2 separate regions of the Hordeum vulgare genome follow, and region 2 is linked to region 1. Evidence: chromatin contacts called from public Hi-C data. All regions are on one chromosome and are shown on one strand. Each heading gives the region's core, a stretch centred on a gene start, on an enhancer-like site or on the middle of the called end of the contact. The rest is flanking DNA. Distances are from core to core; before and after follow the strand shown. Region 1 holds the start of LOC123408635 (UDP-galactose/UDP-glucose transporter 3-like). Region 2 holds the start of LOC123407128 (lactoylglutathione lyase).

Region 1 (6,978 bases), core at 3,220-5,719:
AGGAGTAATCAACACTACTAGCAACCCACAGGTACCAAACTAAGGTTTTGAGACAAAGATCGAACACAAGAGATGAACTAGGGTTTGGAGAGGAGATGGTGCTAATGAAGATGTTGATGGAGATTGACCCCCTCTCGGTGAGAGGATCATTGGAGATGACGATGGCTTCGATTTCCCCCTCCGGGAGGGACGTTTCCCCGATGGAATAGCTCCACCGGAGCTCTAGTTTGGTTCTTATGAAGTTCCACCTCGAGACGGCGGTGCGTCATCCCGAAAGGTCTGATATGATTTTTTTTTCAGGTCAAAACCCTTCATAGAGCAGAAGATGGGCACCGGAGGCCTGCCAGGGGGCCCACAAGCCTACACGACGCGAGGAGGGGGTAGGTCGCGCCCCCTGGCTTGTGACCTCCTGGTGGGTCCCCTCCGGTATTTCTTTCGCCCATTATTTTTTATATATTCCAAAACAATTTGTTGTAACTTTTCAGGACTTTTGGAGCTGTGTAGAATAGGTCTCTAAGATTTGCTCCTTTTCCAGTCCAGAATTTCAGCTGCCGGCATTCTCCCTCTTCATGTATATCTTGTAAAATAAGATAGAAAATGCATAAGTATTGTACCATAATGTGTATTAACAGCCCATAATGCAATAAATATTGGTATAAAAGCATGATGCAAAATGGACGTATCACCGTTGCAACCACTTTGAGAGATCAAATTGGTGAGAGGGCGAAGATGAAAGAGACCATGTTAACCAAGCATGTGGATGCTAAATTGGCCATGGCCAAGAAGAAACAGAAGTACAAGGAGGAGAAATGAGAGAATTGGTGTGCCTACGAGGAGCGCAAGATTGCCCTAGTGGAGCAAAGAAGGAGGGACGAGAGGACAATCGAGGAGGACCGGATCATAATGGTGAATCCGTAGGGCGTGGATGCAATTCCAAGAGAATTTTGGGAATTAAAAATAATGGATATCATGTTCTGAAGAAAGATAGAGCTTCAAAATCTTATGGCGGTGGTGGTGTTGGGTTTGTAGTTTTTTTCTTTTGGTAATGTTGGTGATGGTGGCTTCGGCATGGGTGGTGGAGGGTTCGATAATGGTGGTGGTGGCTTCAGCATGGGTGGCGGAGGGTTCGATAATGGTGGTGGAGGTCGGTTCGGAGGTGGTTAAGGGTTCGACAATGGTTGCTAAGGTGGGTTTAGGGCTTTGACAATGGTGGTGGAGGTGGGTTTAGAGGTGGTGTTGGTTTCGGCATTCGTGGTGGTGGTAAAGCTTATGGTAATGGTGGCGAAGGTGGTGGTGGTGCTTCGGCAAACAATGTGGATGGTGGTGGTGGTACTCATTCTGGAGGCCAAGTTATTGAAGATGGTGGTACTCATTCTTAGGTCGATGTACATGATGGTGATGGAGGTGCTAGGGACGGTGGTAGTGACGATGATATTTGCAACAATGAGGATGTTGCTTGATTTCTTCACGACCGATTGGTGATGACCCACAAATGTAGGGGGTCTATTGTAGCCTTTCCGATAAGTAGAGTGTCGAACCCAACGAGGAGCAGAAGGTACTGGTAAGTGATCTTGAGCAAGGAATAACTGCAAGTACTGAAAGGTAACTTTTTATGGGATTTCTGGTATAAGCAACAAGGAAGTAAATGCAAGAAATTAATTGGTGCCGAGTTGCATCAAGTGGCCCAATCCTTTTGAGCACAAAGTATAAGCCGAGGAACTAAACTTATAAAGACTAAGGCGTTCCTGAGGACACACGGGAGAGATAGTCAAGTGCTTTCGCCATATTCTGTCTAGTACTATGTTTTGTATTGATAAGTGTTATGTGGGTGGATCTTAACTAGTGCACTGTCTAGGCTAAGACAAGTACACTCTTATGATTAATCCCCCTTGCAAGCGTCCACAAATACAAGACAGAAATTAAGGCAAAGCCTAACCATAGCAATAAGCTTTAGGATCCAATACTCCCTCATGCAAAAGTATGCGAACTGGGGTTCAGGTTTCTGTCACTCCGGCAACCCACCATAAACATTCTTTATACACTATGCATTCCCCTAGGTCCTTAAAAAGGTGAAATATTATGTAGTCGACGTTCACATAACACCACTAGAAGAATAACACCATAACTTAAATATCAATCAACACATATTACTTCAACATCATATGACTACTAGCAACTAGACTTCTCCCATGTCCTCAAGAACTAAAGGAACTACTCACGAGACATAAAAGAGATCATGATCAGAGGTGATGAAAATATGGTAAATAATCTGGTCGTAACAATAATTCTCCAACAAAACTCAATAGAATTTACCACAAAAGAGTAATCAACACCGGTAGAGTAGAGGGGATGAATAGTGCAAGATACAACTCCGATTGCTATGGTAAAGTGAGACGGGGTGAAGATGGAGATGGTGCTGGTGATGATGATGATGGTGATGATGGTGATGATGATCTCGATGATGCCCGTGACGATGGTGATGACGATGAGGACGATCTCCCCTTCCGGGAGGAGTTCTCCCCGGCAGAATCTGTCCGCCGGAAAGGTCTTTTCTTCTCTGTAGGTTTCCGCCCCGGAGCGGCGGCGGAACTCCGAAAAAACTTCTGTCCCCGAAACTTGTAGGTCACAAGGGTCATATAGGCCAAAGGAGAGCACCGGAGGCGGGACCCACCACCCAGGCGGCCTCTGGGCGCGGCCTAGGGGTGACCCGCGCCACCAGGTCGCCTGGGTGCCTGGTGGGCCCCCTCCGGCCCTTCTTCGTTCTGTCTTCGTGATTCGTTCGGAAACCTCTTCCTCGTAAATTTCAGCGCAGTTGGAGATGTTCTGATATGGTAACTCTTCATGCTATTTTCTCCGCTGAATCCCGCGTCTGCTGTTTCGGCACCGGAAAGTTGTAAACTATGTAAAATAAGCCAAAACACTATAAGTACATCATCATATTGTGAAATATATCAATGAATAGAGACAAATTATGATACAAAATAATGATGCATTTTGGACGTATCAATTGGTCATTTGATCATGCTTTATTTTGTTTGATCACACAAACTTGCTATCTCGTATGTTATACATGATTTTGGATGTGATGGACTAGTGATATATATACAAACTTTGTGTATTCATACGCAAGCACTCGTGTGTATTTGTTCTATACTTTTCTTTACGGTACCGCAAGGCCTCTAGCACGGATAAAACATTTGTCGGACAAAATTTTCGGGTTATGTTTCGTTGAAGGTCTTATAGTTTTATGGGACGAATTTACGGGGTCTGTTTGAGGTCTCACGTTATGTTTTAGGACATGTACAATGATTGATACGATGATCTTATCTTAAGTCTTACATGTAATTTAGAGATGACATTTTTTTAATAATGGATCACCTCTTAGTCTTATCTTCAATCTTACCTATTAATAAAACAAATATTGCTTCTGCCGTACGTCATTAAAATTGCCCCTAAAGTTAGCTAAAATTACCCACCAATGTCACTATAAGTCATAAAAAACGTTTCAAACAGGAAAATCTTCGAACTGAGCCGGGCCATGTAGGCGCCTCCTATATTACGCTCTCGCCATTGAAAAACGATGCAACACACCTGTTTGTGCCGGCCCATGCGTGGGCGCCTGTTTTTTTAGTTTAGTTTTTAATTTTTCTTTCCAGTTCCATTTTGTTTTTCTACTTTAAATAATTTAAAATTTCGAATAACCTTTCTCAATTTTAAGAAACTGAGAATTTTGAAATAAAATATTCAGAATTTTGAAATAAAAGTTTGAAGAAAACATAAAATGTTTGTGAATTCAAAAAATGCTCGGGATTTTTGTAAAAAGATTCACATATTCAGAAAAATATTCATAATTTTGAGAACAATGTTGGTGAAAATAATAAAATGCCATGATTTTGAAAAAGGTTTGTGTATTATTTTTTGAGTGCAATTAGAAAAATGTTTGCTAATTCAAAAAATGTTCATCCATTTCAAGAAATATTCTAAAATTTAAAAACATAATATGATCAGCATCATTGAATATTATAATTGTTTTTTCTTCCGTTGCAACGCACGGACCCTTTTGCTAGTTACTACCTATTCCTAAAAACATGGTGAGACATATTGTGCTAAGAGATCACCTCTTGTTTATGAGTTTCTCTTCTTTATCTCATCATTTATTCTATATGATATTTTTAAAATATCACCATTGTTACAAACCGTTATAAACGGTTTTTTTTGGGCCGGGATATACGAATCTGCTTGAGATGCTCTAAACTCTGATCTGAAGAAAAATCGAGAAGAGTTGAGCTCAGACCCACACAGCCTCAGAGACTCGGACTGGTCCTTCCACGCCAACCCAGCCAATACGGCGTCCCCGCTGGCACCTTCCGCCCAACCACACCACGCCACGTCAATCCTCTGACGCGCGCTCTCCTTTTCCGCGGTTGCGCCCAACTGCTATAACACTTGCCTTCTCTGACCCCCGGGAGCGTGCAACCGATCCCCCTCGCCGGCGAAGGCCACACGAACGAACGCGCCATGGTGTCCGCGCGGAAGGGCCAAGGCCGGGGAGGCGGGGTCCGAAGCCGCCCCCGCGTCGACGGCGGCGGCAGCCTGGCTTCGCGCGTGGCCGTGCTCGCCTTCTGCGTCGGCGGGATCTGGTCATCCTACATCACCCAGGGGATCCTCCAGGAGACGCTGTAAGCACCCTCTCTCTCCCCCCATCCCCAATGGTGTTGGCTCGCGACAGAGAGAAACATGGCTGACTTCGCCGGGTTCTCTGCTTTCCCCATCGGCTCAGATCGACGAAGCGATTCGGGCCAGAGGAGCGGCGGTTCGACCACCTCGCGTTCCTCAACTTCGCGCAGAACGTGGTCTGCTTCGTCTGGTCCTTCATAAGTGAGCACCCTCGAGCTGCGCTTTTGCATTTCTCACCGAATGCGGCCGCGATTTCGCTGCTCGTGGACGACGATTGCGTGTGAAGGGGTCGTGACTTTGGTCGGTTCCTGCAGTGATCAAGCTGTGGTCGGGTGGTAGCAGTCCTGCCGGGCGGGCGCCTCTTCTGAAGTACTGGGGCGTCAGCATCACCAACACCATCGGCCCGACCATGGGGATCGAGGCGCTCAAGTACATCAGCTACCCGGCTCAGGTTTGGATCTTGCTGCTTTTGCCGTCTCAGCTTCTTGGGTGTATGGGATTCTATGTGGATGCTGTATTTGCAATTAGGTGTTGATTGGGCTAATCGTTAATGTAGTAAGTGGTGGTTATGGAGTACAAATGTTCTAGTCTTGAGTTAGTTAACTGTGCTAAGAAATTGGCCAATGGCTGATTGGAGTTCTAAGGCAGCAGTATGGGCTTACAAACCTAAACGGGATACTCCATTGGGGGTGCTCACTTTTTTATCCATAACTATCAGAAAATAAAAACGAGTACTTAGTTACCACTGGATGTCACATTGATGTACAATCTTGGGTATACTGATATTTTTCAACCTATGTTTAATACTATACGCAAGAGTGCATGACATTATACTAATTTATCCATAACTATCAGAAAACTGGTAACACGCCTGCTTCATATGATCATATCTCAACCTTGTGTGGAATTGGAATTTGATGATTTAGTTAAATATCAAAGATGCATTTCCAATTGACGAAATATTGCTGTTCTTTTTAATGATGCCCAAAACTACTGGAGATAAAGGATCTTGAACTATTTTCTGTCTGTAACAGGTCTTGGCAAAATCTTCTAAGATGATTCCAGGTGAGTTTTGCATATATTTATGCATACAATGCAGTTTTTATTTACACTTTTTTTATATGAATGCTGCATATAATGACTTGTGATTGGTGCGCCAGTCCACTTCATCATTTACTGAGTAAAGTTAAGTAGTTAACTACACCTTTTTATGAATATCCAAAACTGTGCATGTCATCAGTATTATTAACCAGGGGCTTAAAACAAACAAATGGGGTCTCAAGGTTATTCTGGATCATCGTCTCCCAGTCGAATGTAGAGGAAATTTATACATGAGCTACTATTGCTATGCCCACTAACTGTCAAGTATATGCAGCCGCCAAAAACGAACTAGGATTTTATTTTTGGTTCATGAAAATGTCTGAAAATAACTAAAGTAGACTCTCAGACAAATCTCTGTACACTACTGAAACTTTTGGAACTTCATTTCCATTTTCCAATCAAGCATGTGCGGAGAGTGGGTCATTTTGTATCACAAGGAGCATTTTGTTCCATTTTGCCACCATGTTATTGTTTCAGCTATCAGTACACCCTGCACACTGGAAACCCTTCTGTGCATTGTTTACATTTCCAATCTCAAGCATGTATAGTTGATGTCACATAGATAACTGTGTTACTGAGCAATCTGCGTTAAGTGTTTTGAGTAACGATTAACCTTTCATGCTTCTTAGCCTGGACAGCTTTGTACTGGTCTTTCTAACTTTTGATTCTTTATGCACAGTTATGTTGATGGGAACTCTACTCTATGGTGTTAAGTATACACTTCCAGAGTACTTCTGCACCTTCCTTGTTGCCGGGGGCGTGTCATCCTTTGCATTGTTGAAAGTAAGGAATTCTTCATTTTCATATATTAATCAACAAACCAGCAATGAGCTTTGCATGCCTTTGATGATGCCACTGAAACCATTAAAACCTTTTGCCGATCTATAGATTAAACTGAGAAAAAATAATTGATGTCATATTCCATACGGTTCTTTTTTCTGATTAAGTCTGAACTACAAGACACATCAAATGATCAAAATCATTATAACTAAGGCTCTGCTTAGCTAGCTTTTATGTAGACCCTGAGAAAGAAGACGGATCAAAATAATTGTACTTCAAGTCACTCCTGAAGCTTTTGTTTGTTTTTACTGAATCAGACAAGCTCGAAGACTATCAAGAAGCTTGCTAACCCTAATGCTCCTCTTGGCTACGGATTGTGCTTCCTCAACTTAGCTTTTGATGGCTACACTAACTCGACCC
Region 2 (7,110 bases), core at 163-2,662, 330 kb before region 1:
TCGTTTCAGAAAGGCACCTCTTGCGAAAGATTTTTTTTCTATTTTAGAGAGGCACGGTCATGCCTCTCGTGAAAGCAAATCTGCCTCTCTCGTGAAAGCAAATCCGTCTCTGTCGCAAAAGCAAAACCATGTCTCCCATGAAAAAAACACATTTTTTTAATACAATTTGTTTTTGATTTTTTTCTTTCCAAAAGCTTAGAAAGACCAGGGAAACCGAAAAGCCAAAAAACCCAAAAAAAACCATCTAAAAACCTAAAAACAGGTGCGAAAATTTATGAAGAAAAATTTAAAAAAAGTTTAGGATATGACACGCGCCGGCGGCTAAGAACGTGCAAGAGGCACGCTTTCACCACCCCAAGGGACCCTTAGAGCATCTTCAGTCGTTCGCCCCTCCAAGGCCGTGAAACAGGGTCGCCTAGGGGGTGGGGGGCTCGGGTTCGCAGTCGCCCCAATGGTCTCCCGAAAGGGTTTACTTTTTTTTAAATCGCCCCAAATTTGGCCAAAACTCAGCAAAATTCATACGAAATTCATAGCTTCATTAAAATTTGTACAAAAACTAGAAAAACATAAATAAACATTAAATTAAAACTAAAACTAAGCTAAAGTCGCCGTCGCCCGTCGCCGCTGCCTTCTACCTGCCGAGGAGCTTGTAGAAGGCGGTGTAGTCGCCGTTGCCGTCATCGCCGTTGCCGCCCGCTGGAGTGCCGTCCTTGCTGCTCCCCTGTCCTGGGTCGCCGAGGCGGCCGAAGCCATTGGCGGCAGCTCCATCGCTAGGGTAGCCTTCGCCCATTGGGGAGGAGAAGAAGAGAAGGCGTCGGTGGCGAAGAAGAAGAGGAGAGAGCGTCGGCGGGGAGAAGCGTGTGGCCACCGGCAGGGGGTGGGTCACCTTATATAGCAGCGAGCGGGCGGGCACGCGAAGCGGCGGTGTGTGAACACGTGGCAGGAGCCGACGGGACGTGCGTCGTCGGGACGCTCGTCGCCGCACCTTCACTGTGCCGCCCATGAATCAATGGAAGGCTGACCGGCGACGCATCCTTCACATTGGTTCCTGCGGGAAACGAGGCAATGAGGACGACGAACGTGCGACCACACGCTGACTTGGCAGGCCCAATGTTTTTTCGCGCCAAAACGTTTTCCGCCAGTGCCCCGGACGACCCCAGCACGCTGGGTTCGGTTTGGGACTGTCGGTCCAATTTCGACCCGAATCGACGAAAAACGACCTCTTAAAGACGCGACTGAATCGATTTTACACCATCGACGTTAAAAAGTCACGCAAAAGAGCATGTTTGGAAGGGGATGTGCGAGTGGAGATGCTCTTAAGGCTCCCCGAAGAAGCGCTCTTTGCTTCCGTGCATGTCAATCTTATCTTGAGTGCCGGCATGGCCCATTTGTAACCTTGCTGGGCCAGGCCCATCCATGCCGACACGCGCCCACAGCCCATCTGGCCAGCTTTAGTGGGAGGGATGCGCTTTTACAGCCTGTGAGGAGGTACCACGTCGCCATCAACGCAATCATAAGTATCGGTGCCGGACTCTCTTCTCCTTGGAAGCCTCTAGACTGAGCTCCTCATCAGCGTGGGACGGATCTCTGCCGGATCGTATTTCCGGGGTGAGCATCCCCAAATCCATCTCCTTCGTCCTCTCTTCCGCTTGCTTCCTTTACGCGCCGGTGCGTAGTTTTCCGATTCGCCGTTCCTTTAATGTCTGCTTGTAGATTTCTTACAGGTTTCTGATAGATGGCCTCCTTCCCTTTCTTATTTGGATTCGTATCTGTATGTAGTTTGATTTGTTTCAAGCACTGCGTCTGGGGAGGATTTTTGGAAAACAGAGTGAATCATGGGAAAACCCCCGATCCGGATTTTTTAGAACCACCCCCAATCCAACTATGCGTGCAGTTTGCTGGTTTTTATTTTTATTTTTACTTTGATTTAGCAGAACATCTTCCTGGCGTGGTAGCGGCTGGGCTGTGGGGGAGGTGCTCATGGATGGATTGGGATCCTTTCGCCTCAGCGCAGGGATTTGGGGGCGCTACTTATTTATCCAGTCCTGCCGCTAGTTGCTGCTAATTTATCCAGTGATGCTGCTGTTACTCACTACTGTATTCTTTTGCTTTTAGGGAGGTGCAGTATTTAGTTAGGATAATTTTGATAGAGGAGTGCTGTTGCTACTGTATTCTTTTGCTTTTACTTCCTTTGTTCCTAAATATAAGACCTTTTAGAGATTTCACTATAGACTTAGTTTGGAGTGTAGATTCTTTTATTTTGCTCCGTATGGATTCTATAGTAGAATCTCTAAAAGGTTTTATATTTAGGAACGAAGGGAGTATACGATATATAGGAGAGAGTATAGACAATCTGCTGGAAAACTAGAAATTTTGAGAGGGAATCGTTTTGGACCATTGTCTATATATATATATATACACACACACACAAGCTGCTACAGATGCTCTTACCTCTTTCCTTGCTATAATAATTGAGTGCATAACAACTCTTACAGGTGACAACAGGGATGGCTACCGGTAGCGAAGCTGGAAAGTCCGCCGAGGCCGTGCTGGAATGGCCTAAGCAGGACAAAAAGAGGATGCTGCATGCTGTTTACCGTGTGGGAGATCTTGACAAAACCATTAAGTATGTTGGCTATGCTTTTGGTAGACGGTGATATTTGCAATATCATTACTAGTATGTTTGGGCTAATGCGGGTGACTTAATTCTCATAGGTGTTACACAGAATGCTTTGGGATGAAGCTGCTGAGGAAAAGAGATGTCCCAGAAGAGAAGTACACCAATGCGTTTCTTGGGTTTGGACCTGAGGATACTAATTTTGCACTTGAGCTGACTTACAGTATGTTCATCGTCCACTCACAGTTGTTTCTAATGCAGCCGGTTTGATATTCTTGTTAATGTTTGGGCAAAGTGTGTATCCACCTCAGTGAGAAGACTGGCAAACTAACGGGGCCTTGTTCTTCTCTCTACATATGAACCGATAAACTATTTTGTGGGACTATACTGTCATTGTTTGCCACCTCCTGTTGTGCTAATATGCTCGTTCTCGTTTGATAGATTATGGTGTTGACAAGTACGACATTGGAGCGGGCTTTGGACATTTTGCCATCGCAAATGAGGATGTATGTATTGTTTACCTGCAACATCTTACCCTTTATGTTACAGACCCTTGGGCTTGTTTGATGTCATGGATGCAATGCAGGTGTACAAGCTGTCTGAGACAATTAAATCATCTGATTGTTGTAAGATCACTCGTGAACCTGGTCCTGTCAAGGGAGGGTCCACTGTGATTGCCTTTGCACAAGACCCAGATGGTTACTTGTTTGAGCTTATCCAGAGGGGTCCGACGCCTGAGCCTCTCTGTCAAGTTATGCTTCGTGTTGGTGACCTTGATCGGGCTATCATGTTCTACGAGAAGGTATTGTTTTGTAAAATGGGAGGTTGTTTGAAATGTTAAGAGACAGTATCCTTTCTGTATATTCTCTAGAACTATAGTTTTATATGGGATATTCTAACATTTGACTTTTATGCAGGCCCTTGGGATGAAGCTTCTGAGGAAGAAGGATGTGCCTCAGTATAAGGTACATCACATGACAATTGTTGTGTTGATGCCATTTGTCCTCTAAATTTTGATACACTGAGCATATTTATGATTTGTGCAGTACACCATTGCCATGATGGGCTATGCTGAGGAGGACAAGACCACTGTTCTGGAGTTGACATACAACTATGGTGTCACGGAATATAACAAGGGCAATGCATATGCTCAGGTATTGACAGGTTTTCTTCTGCGCTTATTTCCTTTTCTAAGTTTTGGCATTTCTTAATTATTGTGTTGCCTAAGTGCAGGTTGCTATTGGCACTGACGATGTGTACAAGAGCGCCGAAGCAGTTGAGCTGGTTACCAAAGAACTAGGTGGAAAGATTCTAAGGCAGCCAGGGCCACTACCGGGGCTGAACACCAAAATCACCTCTTTCCTTGACCCAGATGGCTGGAAAGTGGTATGTCTTCTGGATGTCTTGTGCATAACACTGCTTTATTTGAATCGAGGGGGTCATTAACAGTTAATTATGAATTCAAGATGTGCTTGCTGTAGTCAATGATTGGTTTAAAATTTGAAGAGCTTACCGTAGTCAATGTACTTTGGCAGTTAAATGAATTAATTTGAAACGAAACGAAGGACAATTCAATTGGCCTGCACAACTACTGTAGTCACAGCTTAATTGCTAGTTCCTCTCTAGAAACGAACTATTGCCAGTTGGTACATACTCCCTCCTGTCTCTGAAAAGAAGGCCTATAAATTTGTCTGAAGTCAAACCGTACATAGTTTGACCATGTTTGTAAGAAAAACTATCTATAACTACAATATCTACTAAATAGATATGTTATGAAAATATATTTTACTGTGTACCTAATAATATTAATATTAATTTGGTACCATAGTTTTTCATAATTTATACTACAAACTTGGTCAAACCTTGCACCGTTTGACATCAAAAAAAGATTATAGACCTTTTCAGAGACGGAGAGAGTACATAGTTTCAGAGACCTCTTGGATTGGCACCTTCAAGGACAATTGTTACTTCGTAAAATAAAATAGAACTTGGAAAACAACATAATCTTATAGAGGTTTATATTAATAGTCTGAGCTGTAGTTCCTCCAGTTGTGTCACCATCATCTATTGTCTAGAGAATAAACTTTAACAGTTTTGAGGCGTCACCCACTTAGTTAGCAGAACACAATCGAGGCTGGTATGCATCCTAGGCGTAGCAAAGCAAATTAATCAAGTGAGGTGGAACTTCACCTCAAATTTCGCTGCAGCATGATTGTTAATACTGAACATGATTTCTTAAACCCTGTATGTAAACTGGGTTGCAGGCGTGGTTACTAACTGATGTAGTGGTTGCTTTTACTACTGAAAATGACTTATCTTTTGCAACCAGCCAGCCACAGTATCAGTACGTGACTAATGTTATTCCTCCGGTTGTAGGTTCTGGTGGACTACGCAGACTTCCTCAAGGAGCTGCACTGAAGATGAGCAGGCTCAGATGTTAGTGTCGTGAGGAGGAACCGTATGTAGCAATGGTCTGTGTGATGTAATAAAACAAACCTCATGTAGCAAATGGTCTGTGTGCGATGTAATAAAAAGGCAGCCTCTTCCGCTCGACGAATAAAAATAAAAGCAACTACCGCATGCCCATGCCGTCATTGGCCTAGTGTTATGCCCATGCCGTCATTGGCCTAGTGTTATGCCCATGCCGTCATTGGCCTAGTGTTATTAAGTTGCTTGCATTTTGGTTATAACTACAAAGTTGATTGTTAGTTCTGGTTAAAACATTAACCCGGTACTAGATTGTGAGAGATTATAGTGTGGGAAAAGGAGGAAGATGCTCACCTACAGCGGATAGTATACCCGATCCAGAGAAAGAAAAGAGATCGCCCAGCATCCCTGCACCATAACCTTGCAACCATTTATTTCCAAAGAAAAAGGAAAATGCTTAAACTCGCCGCACTGGCAGAAGATTGGACTGATCGCGCCGTGTGATCAATCTCCATTGTGTCTCCCACAGCCACGAACACTTCCTACCTTATCTTTTTTCCAAAATGAATCGCTTTTCCTTTTTGCCTTTGTTGAGCTGCTGGGCCGACAGTAAATGGGCCATGGTACCCTGGTTCCACTGCATTGACAGTAGCCCGGTGCGTGTGGTGTGTATGTTCCGCGAGTGGAGCACGAAACGGCATGGGTCGAAGTGCCGCGAGTCGTGACGAACTACCGGGCCATGAGATGACGCGTGTCAGCAGCGATGGGACAGGACATACCCACTTCTCCAACGACGCCTCGGTAAGTGCCTTAAGATTGTCGGGCAAGACCATCATTGCTTGCCTTCCTCCAGACGCCTCCCTTGCGCGCTGCTTCTCCTTCCTTGCGCACACACCGCTCGCGCTCTACTTCTCTGCCTCCTCCTTCATCTCCGCCGCTGCTTCTCCGCCACCATGGCGCTGAAGAGGAGCACCGCCGCCAACGGGGCGCAGGTGGAGCCGACGGTGTTGCCCTCCACCATCAAGAGCCAAGAAGGCTGCAGAAGCTCACCCCTGTTATGGCCAGCGCTCATAATGAGCACAAGGCCACCAAGATCTGGTCGGGCTCGATGCCGACCAGGGAGCTGTCAGTGACGACGTTCCCATTCTTCTTCCTCTCCACCTTTGGAGGTCTGCTCCCTCCGTTCTTATACTTCTCCAGCGCGGTTCTAGAGCACTACATATGCACACGCTCTATCTCCATCCCAACTCCGTCTTCCTCCTTGCCACCTTCGCCTATCTCTGCAAGGGCTTTCTGGGGGTGATGCCCTTGTTGGCCCTCTTCCAGACCTTCTACATGTTGGAAATATGCTCTAGATGCAATAATAAATTGGTTATTATTATATTTCCTTGTTCATGATAATCGTTTATTATCCATGCTATAATTGTATTGATTGGAAAGTCAAATACATGTGTGGATACATAGACAAAATACTGTCCCTAGTAAGCCTCTAGTTGACTAGCTCGTTGATCAAAGATGGTTAAGATTTCTTAGCCATAGACAAGTGTTGTCACTTGATAACGGGGTCACATCATTAGGAGAATGATGTGATGGACAAGACCTAAACTATAAACGTAGCATATGGTCGTGTCAGTTTATTGCTACTGTTTTCTGCATGTCAATGTATCTGTTCCTATGACCATGAGAGCATGCAACTCCCGGACATCGGAGGAACACATTGTGTGTATCAAACGTCGCAACGTAACTGGGTGACTATAAAGTTGCTCTACAGGTATCTTTGAAGGTATCTGTTGGGTTGGAGTGAATTGAGACTGGGATTTGTCACTCCGTATGACAAAGAGGTATCTTGGGGCCCACTCGGTAATACAACATCACAATAAGCCTTGCAAGCGATGTGACTATGGAGTTAGCCACAAAATCTTGTATTACGGAACGAGTAAAGAGACTTGCCGATAACGAGATTGAACTAGGTATAGAGATACCGATGATCGAATCTCGGGAAGTAACATACCGAAGGACAAAGGGAACATCATACGAGATTAACTGAATCCTTGACATAGAGGTTC

What was found. Hi-C and Micro-C count contacts between places; a contact is called where the count stands out from the background.
Region 2: a Hi-C map of seedling shows a contact between it and region 1, with 1.9 times the contacts expected there. The contact joins the promoter of LOC123407128 here to the promoter of LOC123408635 in region 1. A contact is called at or near these places in 1 of 6 Hi-C or Micro-C datasets (seedling) and 1 of 1 datasets of contacts at active chromatin or transcription factors (embryo).

What each region holds. Positions count from the first base shown.
Region 1 is chr7H:496,777,331-496,784,308 of MorexV3_pseudomolecules_assembly, reverse strand. It overlaps LOC123408635 (UDP-galactose/UDP-glucose transporter 3-like), which reads left to right and starts at 4,469. Exons shown (of 7, transcript XM_045101697.1): 1 at 4,469-4,679; 2 at 4,781-4,878; 3 at 4,992-5,128; 4 at 5,712-5,742; 5 at 6,458-6,561; 6 at 6,876-6,978. The coding sequence starts at 4,519.
Region 2 is chr7H:497,107,315-497,114,424 of MorexV3_pseudomolecules_assembly, reverse strand. LOC123407128 (lactoylglutathione lyase) reads left to right here and starts at 1,412. Exons shown (of 9, transcript XM_045100189.1): 1 at 1,412-1,608; 2 at 2,496-2,626; 3 at 2,716-2,840; 4 at 3,059-3,123; 5 at 3,204-3,419; 6 at 3,535-3,582; 7 at 3,664-3,771; 8 at 3,851-4,003; 9 at 4,994-5,180. The coding sequence starts at 2,508. The coding sequence ends at 5,035.